3 separate regions of the Zea mays genome follow, and regions 2 and 3 are each linked to region 1. The links are chromatin contacts, called in public Hi-C maps. All regions are on one chromosome and are shown on one strand. Each heading gives the region's core, a stretch centred on a gene start, on an enhancer-like site or on the middle of the called end of the contact. The rest is flanking DNA. Distances are from core to core; before and after follow the strand shown.

Region 1 (2,912 bases), core at 220-2,719:
AACTTTTGTTTGCCCGCATCCCAAACATTCTAGATTGCTTCAACTCGTGACCATTTCCATTGATCCAAAGAGCTGGATCCAGAGATCATCTTGTATCTATACCAACTATGAGCACTCGGGCCTTGAAAACGTTTCAGCCTTTCAAGTTTCTGCACCCGATTGTCTACGGTGAGTACCCCAAGTCGATTCAAAGAACAGTGAAAGACATCGACTACGTTGGAGTCAACCAGTACATTGTGTATTATGTTCCTGATTGACAACCAAATGCTACAGCTCGGCTTAGCTACTCGTCTGACTGGCACATTGAATTTGTCTGTAAGTCTGCCTAGCTCCATTGATATCTAAACTGTAAGTACTTTATTTGATGGTTGTTTTGGAAGGAGTAAATGTGTGTGTTTCTTTAATCCTAAACTTTCTTAACATCTATTGACCCTGCAGATGAACGCAACGGTGTGTCGATTGGATCGAGGGTTTTGATCATTTGTGTTTGAGTTGTATATGCTAGGTAATAATCCTATAGCTGTATTCGTTTCTGAAGCAACTAAGCTATCATTGCAGGAAAACACAGACTGGATTTACATCGTGTCTTGGCGACTGTACAAAGTTGTCACCTACGTCAAGGAGAAGTACGGCAACCCCACAAGGTCACAATGTTTCTGTTTGAGAACGACAAGGCTTAAATTGCAGCTGAAACGAATAGTCGACCGTCGTACTCGCACCCTTGCAGCTAGCTGAGTAGAATGAATGACCAAAGCTATAAGTGGATGTGGAGTGGACAGCACTGTAGATGACCCAGACAACGTCACACAGCGTTTCTGGACGGATGAGTGAGGAGCAGAGGCACCATATGTTGCAAGCGCCTATCAGACAATCTGAAAGCGGTAGCTAGGTATTAAAAAAATCTTGATATTTTCATTTAATCAATGCCTTTTTGTATGTATGCGCATTTCATCTATCCAGACTTTGATATTGAAGTTAATGACTATATTGCAGCATTTCATTTGTCTAGAATTTACATGATTTGGAGGCATAAACAGTACACTCACATGTAAGAATTTAGTGGTGGTACTTTCAAAATTCAAATCATTTTTCAAATGTGTCACCGAGTTTTTATTGTTTATGTATATGTTGTTTCTCATGAACAATATTGGGACCATGGGATGTGCCATGCACCTTTTATTGGTTTCATATTTGTAAAATTTCACATTTTTTATTTCTCATCAAAATATATATTGAATTGTTCATCAAAATTGGTATATTAAACTATTTTAACTACCACATTGGTTGTGCACGTGGCATATGATTTATGTTGATTTAGCATTTCTATGACTATATGTCGTCGCAACGTATGAGTATTATATTATTAATAATAATTTGTGAGCCGTTGCAACGCACGAGCACCTAACTAGTAATATTTATGAAGGAAGAGAGTATATATAATAATTTTTTTTATCGGTCCTCACTAGAGCCCGCGGGCAATTTTGGCATCCATAGGCCGAACGGACGTTCCAGTTCGCTTCGCTCTCCTCCTCAGGCGAAAAGCCGCGGGCCGCGGGCCAGCCCATAACGAAAACCAGCGTCTAGTCCACCCAGCTAAGCCAGGGGAGGCGAACGCAACCGCAAGAGACTACCGAGGGAGGAGGCAGCCGCAAAAAGGAACCAATTAACTAGAAAATTTATTCTCGCGTGCGACGAAACCTCGAGACGCCGAGGCAGACGAGACGAGGGAAGGGGGAGACCGAGGGCAACCAAGCCTGCGAGGAGCCCGCGTCCGAATCTCGCGATCCCCAATCCGCAGGCCTCGATTCGCCGATCCGGCCGCGGCAGGGGGAGAGATCCCGCAGATCGGGGACCTCGTGCTGCTTCGATTCGAGCTTCTTCCAGCTGACAGTCGCCCGTCCGCCCCCCGTGCTGGTCCGCGAGCTGCTGTGTGCTGCCTGGTGGTAGGTAGGTGGTTAGGCGAAGCGGGCCGTGCCCGGGTGATGCTGTCCGTGAGGCGGCGGCAGGAGGATGCGGGCGGCCGCGTAGCGGCAGCGCAGACGCAGCAGCTCCGGGGCGGACTCGGCATGGACGACGACGCCGAGCTCGAGGAGGGGGAGGCCTGCGGGGACGACACCGCCTTCGTCGACCCCGACGTCGCGCTCTCTTACATTGTGAGTCGCTCTCGCCGCGCCTCGCGCCCTGCAGGCTCCAGCAATGTCGCGGTCCGGTCCCTGCCTCCGCGCACCCTCCTCTGGTGCTAGGTGCCTTTGCCTACAGCGTTCGGTTCCCCCTTTAGTGCCGTCCTGTCGCTTGTTTCGTCGCTCCGATAAGTTAGTATAGGCAGCGAATCAAGCGGCCCGTTTCGGTTTCTCTTGCTTCATACGACCCGAGGAATGGTGCTTTACGACTACAAGCAATTGCTTAGCTGGATCACTTTGGAATTTGCTCAATCTGTTGCTTTGGCGGGGCACTACTGCAAAGGAGCAGGCAATTGCGTTGCTGAATCATTTACTCTTCTTCTTTCCACACTTGGTTCGTGCCTGGAGGTTAGGATGCTAGATTAGCCAAGTATATAGGTACTATGGTGATGCTGGTATAATTAAAATGGAAAGAAAAACTGCTTCCTTGGTTTTTCTTTGTTCTGGCGTGTGTTGGGTATCTACCCACTAGTGATTTGGCTGCTCCATCTGCTGTGAGATTACACTCAAGGTTTCTATTTTTTCGAATGCGCCAGTTTCGAGTGTGGTACGCTGTGGGATCATTCTCATCGATTCTCCTGCCGTTTCTCCTCTCTTCAACTACAATCCCAAAGTCACACAGCTAAAGCCAGTGGGATTGTGTGCTTCCTTGGGAGGTCTTTTTTTTCGCAGCGGTGGATCATGTAACGCCTTTCGGGTCTATGATGCACACCTGTGCGTTACTGGGACCTG
Region 2 (2,912 bases), core at 121-2,620, 250 kb before region 1:
AACAGGGCCTTATAGAAATTTGACCAGCGCCTTCATTAGTTCTGCATTTCAATGCGACTGGGAAAAATTAACCCAAGTGGACCATCAAGTGCCCTTGGCAAGTTGGCATTGAAAACTTCCATCAATTTTTCTGACAGTTATTTAATGTAACAGATATCCCGGTATGCAGATGTGTAACAAAATGCAGCAGCCACACGGCAAACAAATGAACAATAGCGTGCCTTGAAATCAAGGATAAGACTTGCAAGTAAAGCAACTAAGAACTAAACTTTGATACGTGTGTGGAACTCGTCACTGGCTCCACCAGCCACACAAGGAGTGAACCCGACTTGAAGCAAGCTCAAAGCAAGAAAATTGACACGGCCGAATTCAGTCAGACAACACGTGTACAGAACACATGGAACCATTGCTGTTTGGTTTGCTCGAGACAGAAGTCTATAACGAAATTTATTGTAACTGCAGGCTTCAGCACGGAAATTTCCTTCCCTTTCACCCCCACCTCTCGAGAAAAAGTCAAAAGCCAAATCTGTAAGTGGTGCTTCTATGTCCTTTTCATTCATCACTATCTGAGCAAACAATGGGAGTGACATAGTAACATTCGCGTATGCATTACTTATAACAATCAAATAACAATCGGACTAAGATTCTGCTAACAGAATTGCTCCATGAAAATAAAACGAAGATTTAATACACAACTAGTGAAGTGAATCCTCGCAGCTAAGATCGATAAATCAAAACCGCGAGAAGCAACTATTACACTCAATTCCATGTTCACTTCGTTGAATCAACAGCTCCAGCTGCGTATTACCAGTAAGCATCTACACCTCTGCTGCAAAGTGCAAACAGAAGGGGGGAATCCAGCTTTTATGGCCCTCATAAAAAAAATCCAGTCTTTGTCGCACACAACTACATGCCTAGAGCAGCGAATCAGTCGCCGGCGCAAGTAGTAGAACACCAGTAGCTGACCGAACAGAGCAAGAAGCGGGATCGCAAAACTGTCAGAGCTCTTGCAGTCTCCGCCAAAATCAGGCAAGCGCGCAGCAGAAGAGACTGGTCTTACCTGGTGCCGCCTTGGCCGCAGGCCGGGGGCTCGGCGAGAGCGCCGCCAAGCTCTTGTCCTCCTTCCCCGAGGAACCGGAGCACGGTAAGCAGCTCATCTCCCCGCTCCTGACACACAGTTCCTGCGAATGCCAGCAGCCAATCCGCCAAGAAGTCCAGCTCAAGACTCGTCCTTTCCTCTCCACCGGCCGATAGCTCCCGTGAAACCAGCTGAATTTGGGGGGAGATTTCCGGCCGCCCCGCCGGGAAGAGAGAAAGAGAGGGGAAGTCAAGACTGGAGAGGCGGAATGATAAACAAAAGCGGGGTTTGCGATGGTAGCCAAGGTCCAAACTATTGGGTGGCAAATTTGGGTGTTTTATAGTGCGGTTGAAATGTTCCTCGGGGAAGGAATTTGGGTACTATTGAGAGTCGAGGTGGTTGCGGGGTTGGGCTCGAGAAAACTAACTGTAATAAATAAAGATATATCCGCCCCCTTTCCTTTCCTAATTTTGCCTCTTTACAGATATTTGCATTACTGTATATTTTTGTTGAGCAAGGAGTCCCCAGTATAAAAAGATCGAGACAAACAATTTACGTGAAAATTTTGGGCATTTTATTTTAAAATGGAGATGACATTAGTAACCATATATTTTGTTTCTAGTTTCTAGATAATACAGGCTTATCCTCTTCGTCCGTGTCTACGTAACCGGCTAACCGCGGGTTCACCCTTGTTTGAGATGACAGCGTATGAACAGTGGCAGAGCTGACGCTAGACAAAACCCTATCAAAGAGGGGCTACGACTGCAGCCGGAAGTTAGCGAAAAGTTTGACTTCTCCTAAGATTTTCTAAACCATGCGTTTTAAACAGGATCATAGTAAAACTGTGCAGCACTATCTACGTATCTAGAACATCCCAAACTATATATTACCTCTGTCTTAAAATATAAGTCATTCTAAGATTATTGAAGAGTTAAAGTTTTATCACACGGAATAGATATAATATGAAAATATATTTAATAGAGAATCTAATGGTATATATTTGATAGTGTAAATGTTATTACTTTAGTATATAAATTTGGTTAAATTTTAAAAAAACTTTGACTCTTTAAGAATATTAGAATGATTTATATTTTGAGATGGAGATTTGAAAGCAACGTGACACGCGTGCGATGCAAAAGAGGTTCGAGGTCGCTTTCGAGACGTGAGGATACGACCAGCAGCCAGGCGAGCTCTTCCAGAGTTCACCGGACACCTGCCTACAAGTTGAGCAGGTCGGCCAGCCTCTAGCGTTTGGCTGGCTTCATCATGTGCCTGCCTGCTGTTGCCCTGCCTCCCAGGATCTTGCAGCAGCTAGAGCCCGCGGGATATGCTCATCAGCTCATGACCTGCTGCTAATCACGACGCCATGATTACTATACGTTCTCCTGCTACTATATATATATTAGGTAGTGTTTGGTTACTAGGGACTAATTTTTAGTCCTTCCATTTTATTCCACTTTAGTCTATAAATTGTAAAATATGGAAACTATAACTATATTTTAGTTTCCATATTTGACAATTTAGTGACTAAAGTAGAATAAATTGGAGGGACTAAAAATTAGTCTCTAAAACCAAACACCCCCTTATTATACGTAGTTTTCATGACTATTCGTTATACCATATGCCAGTCCAGCTTGGAACTCCTCACGTACACTTGTATGTGTCTGTGTCTGGAGATGTGTGGATGCTTCGAGAAGATACATACACGTATACACACAATATGCAACCCCTAGACCATACAAAACTTACGATAGAAATTGAAGAGATATATATTTTCCCTTGGAATCGGAAGATATATGTGGGTACTTTTTCTTCTCTATGTATTTATCGCTAT
Region 3 (2,912 bases), core at 129-2,628, 180 kb before region 1:
ACCAAGCCACTTTATTGGCTTCATTTATTAACTGTTAGCACACATGAAACATAATTGAAGGACACAGCTATCGAACCAATTGTAAGGTTGCATACTGAAAATTGCTTCTGTGATAGCAATAACAGACCAAGCCAATTATACTTATGAGTAATGAGTTCATGCATTAACAGAAGTATACAACACAACTAATGGACATACTTCAAGAGTCTTCCCATCCGGGGCAATATCCCTGTCATGGAAGCACCATTTGTCAACTCCCAACTTCTCCATGAACTCAAAGTGAGCTCTCACTGCAATGCCAGTTGAAACAGAAGTTAGTTCTTCCAACAAACAGACCAAAACATAACCCAGAAGGCTGGGACTACAGCACAAAGGTAGGTTAGGCAATCATCATACTTCTTCTCTTAGCCATGGCCAAAGAATTTGTGCCGTCCTCCCAAGGCCAAGTCTTTGTAGGAGCACCGAAAGGATCAGCGCCAGTACCACGGAACGTGTGCCAGAATGCAACACTGAAGCGCATCCAATCCTAATAGCAAAGCAAATAAGCATAGATGCAAAGGGTTGACGTACTTCACAGTGAGTGTAAAAGAGGGGGTATAGTGAAGCAGCAGATGGGGATTCACTGATCGATACCTTCATCTTCTTACCGAGAATCACTTCCTCCTTGTTATACCACTTATAAGCAAGAGGGTTCTTGCTTGTTGGACCCTGCAGCAGGAACAATGGTTTGGTTCACAACAACCCGTTAGGCCGTTACCACGACATGACAATCTGAATGAAAAATCTGGGTTTTGATAGCCCCACCTCATACTTGATTTTCGGGACGCCGGGGAAGAACTCCCCCTCCCAATCATCATCAGACGCGCCACCATCGCATTTGCTGTCGAGGTCGGCGGGGCAAGTCTGCTGCGCGGCAATCTAACATGGAGCGGCCGAACCAAGATCAGAACCACAACGACAATGTCTCCTATTCGATTCCGATCACCATGATTATCAGATCAGAGAGTAAAAAAAAAAGGCAGCAGCAACTGACCACAGCGGACAGTAACGACGACGATGCCAGCAGCAGCAGCAGAAACAGCAAGCGCTCTGAGCAGCCCTTCATGCCGGCCTTAGTTGACCAGGAAACGCGCTCCCTGAGAACACAATTCAGCACGCGCGGTCTGACTCAAAAACAGCAGCGGGAAAAAAAGTCTGATATGGACAAATCTGCGATGGACGAACGGGGTGAACCGTAGACGGCAAGAACGGGATGAATCGCAGCAGGAAGAGGAACCCGAGCAAACCTTAAAAGGGGATTCCTTACCGAGGCAATCTCCGATGCCTACGCGTCCCCAATCTTTGCTGGACCTGGAAGAGGGCGGAGGAGAGTGCTGCTGAACTCGGCGGGTGGTTGAACAGAGTTTTCTTTTCTAATATAAATATATGAGATGAGATGAAAGCAATGAAGCATATCCGATGAGGTGGCTCGGGGGGCAGTTTGTTTGGACCTGCAATCATGGAAATAACAGAAACAGAAATGCATCGTATCTACTAATTACTTCGGGTTTTTTGGGGGGTGAGCGGCTTGTAATTCGGCTGGGTCAGTTGTTCGATTGAGCAGACATTGCGATTACGACGGAGGAGAAAGAGAGGAGGTGTTGGACACCAAAATGAGCGGACGCTTAGGCCCGGACGGTCCGCGTGTCTCGAGATAAGATTAACTCGGATATTTATCCTTATCTCGTGCGTGGTTATCCATCTAATCACGTGGGAGTTTGTTGCTATCTCTTAGGAAAAGGTCCAGACCTCCTCCCCTATAAATATAAAGGGGTACGGCCGATTACCTTATTTACTTTTCCTGCCCTAGGAGTAGATGTAGCATTCCAATCAAACCAATTACCTTATTTACTTTTCCTGCCCTAGGAGTAGATGTAGCATAGTTCTAGTTGTAGCCTTCCGTATATCCACCTCCACCCCTAGTCGACTCTACGTCGTCTAGATCCGTCTTGGGTGGCCTGCCGATCCCAAGACGACCCTAGGATCTCACCCCTCCGGGGGGCAAGATCTAGTTGTCCATCCAAGACCTCTTCCTCGATTTGATCTCTTAATTCCTAGGCGACTCCACGTCGTCTGGGGACGCCCCGGGTGACCTGTCGACCCGGGGCACCTTAAGATCTTTTCCCCCCAGGGGACGAGATCTAGATTCCAGCAAGGAGGAGGAAGACGACCCTGTCGCAAGGTCGCAGACCGTCCGGCCCAGAGCTGCGGACCGTCCGGTGTGACGCAGGGAAGACACCGCTCCTGCGTCCAGGTCGCGGACCGTCCGGCCTAAGGTCGCGGACCGTCCGCGCCGCCGCAGAGGGCACTATCAGGCAACCCGGCGACCTGTCGCAGGCCGCCACCGCTGTTCACCTCGCGGAGCCGAACCCAAGGTATTGCTCATGACGAGAAGGTCATAGGGTTCGTTGCTATTTGGTCCCAAATAGGTGGTGACCATCATAGAGGTGTTGTCCCATATTTAGGATAACCACTTTATTTGGCCCTACATCATCTAAAGGTGCCAAGTACCGCCAAGCGGTTCATTATAGTGTTTGGTGACCAAAAAGGCACCAACATACTTTTGGCGACTCCGCTGGGGACGAGGTTGTAGATCTACAAAATCAGGCTTACATGGCCGATTCTAAAGATCTCAACAGTGCTTCTCCAAACAGCGACACAAGGCTGACTAATTTATCGGCCGCAGAGCATGAAAACTTAGAAGATGACATGAAGAAGATGGATGAGGAGATCCAACGACAACAAGATCAGATGCTCAAGGTGGCAAAAAAGTGGTACCTCTCGCACTTCAAGGTAGATCGCCACCAGAAGGTCATAAAGGAAAGGGAAATAGACGCCGATTACATGTCATCCGTGCTGCAACAGCTCCCCAC

Evidence for each region. Hi-C and Micro-C count contacts between places; a contact is called where the count stands out from the background.
Region 2: a contact with region 1 is called in a Hi-C map of tassel, with 1.7 times the contacts expected there. The contact joins the promoter of LOC100279284 here to the promoter of LOC103633544 in region 1. A contact is called at or near these places in 2 of 25 Hi-C or Micro-C datasets (ear and tassel).
Region 3: a Hi-C map of leaf shows a contact between it and region 1, with 4 times the contacts expected there. The contact joins the promoter of LOC100194128 here to the promoter of LOC103633544 in region 1. A contact is called at or near these places in 3 of 25 Hi-C or Micro-C datasets (ear, endosperm and leaf).

Annotation. Positions count from the first base shown.
Region 1 is chr7:181,457,574-181,460,485 of Zm-B73-REFERENCE-NAM-5.0, forward strand. It overlaps LOC103633544, which reads left to right and starts at 1,470. Exons shown (of 13, transcript XM_008655225.3): 1 at 1,470-2,153. The coding sequence starts at 1,983.
Region 2 is chr7:181,210,179-181,213,090 of Zm-B73-REFERENCE-NAM-5.0, forward strand. LOC100279284 reads right to left here and starts at 1,371. Exons shown (of 5, transcript NM_001152305.2): 1 at 1,061-1,371. The coding sequence starts at 1,157.
Region 3 is chr7:181,276,130-181,279,041 of Zm-B73-REFERENCE-NAM-5.0, forward strand. It overlaps LOC100194128, which reads right to left and starts at 1,379. Exons shown (of 21, transcript NM_001139181.1): 1 at 1,307-1,379; 2 at 1,034-1,136; 3 at 805-918; 4 at 634-708; 5 at 397-526; 6 at 199-290. The coding sequence starts at 1,105.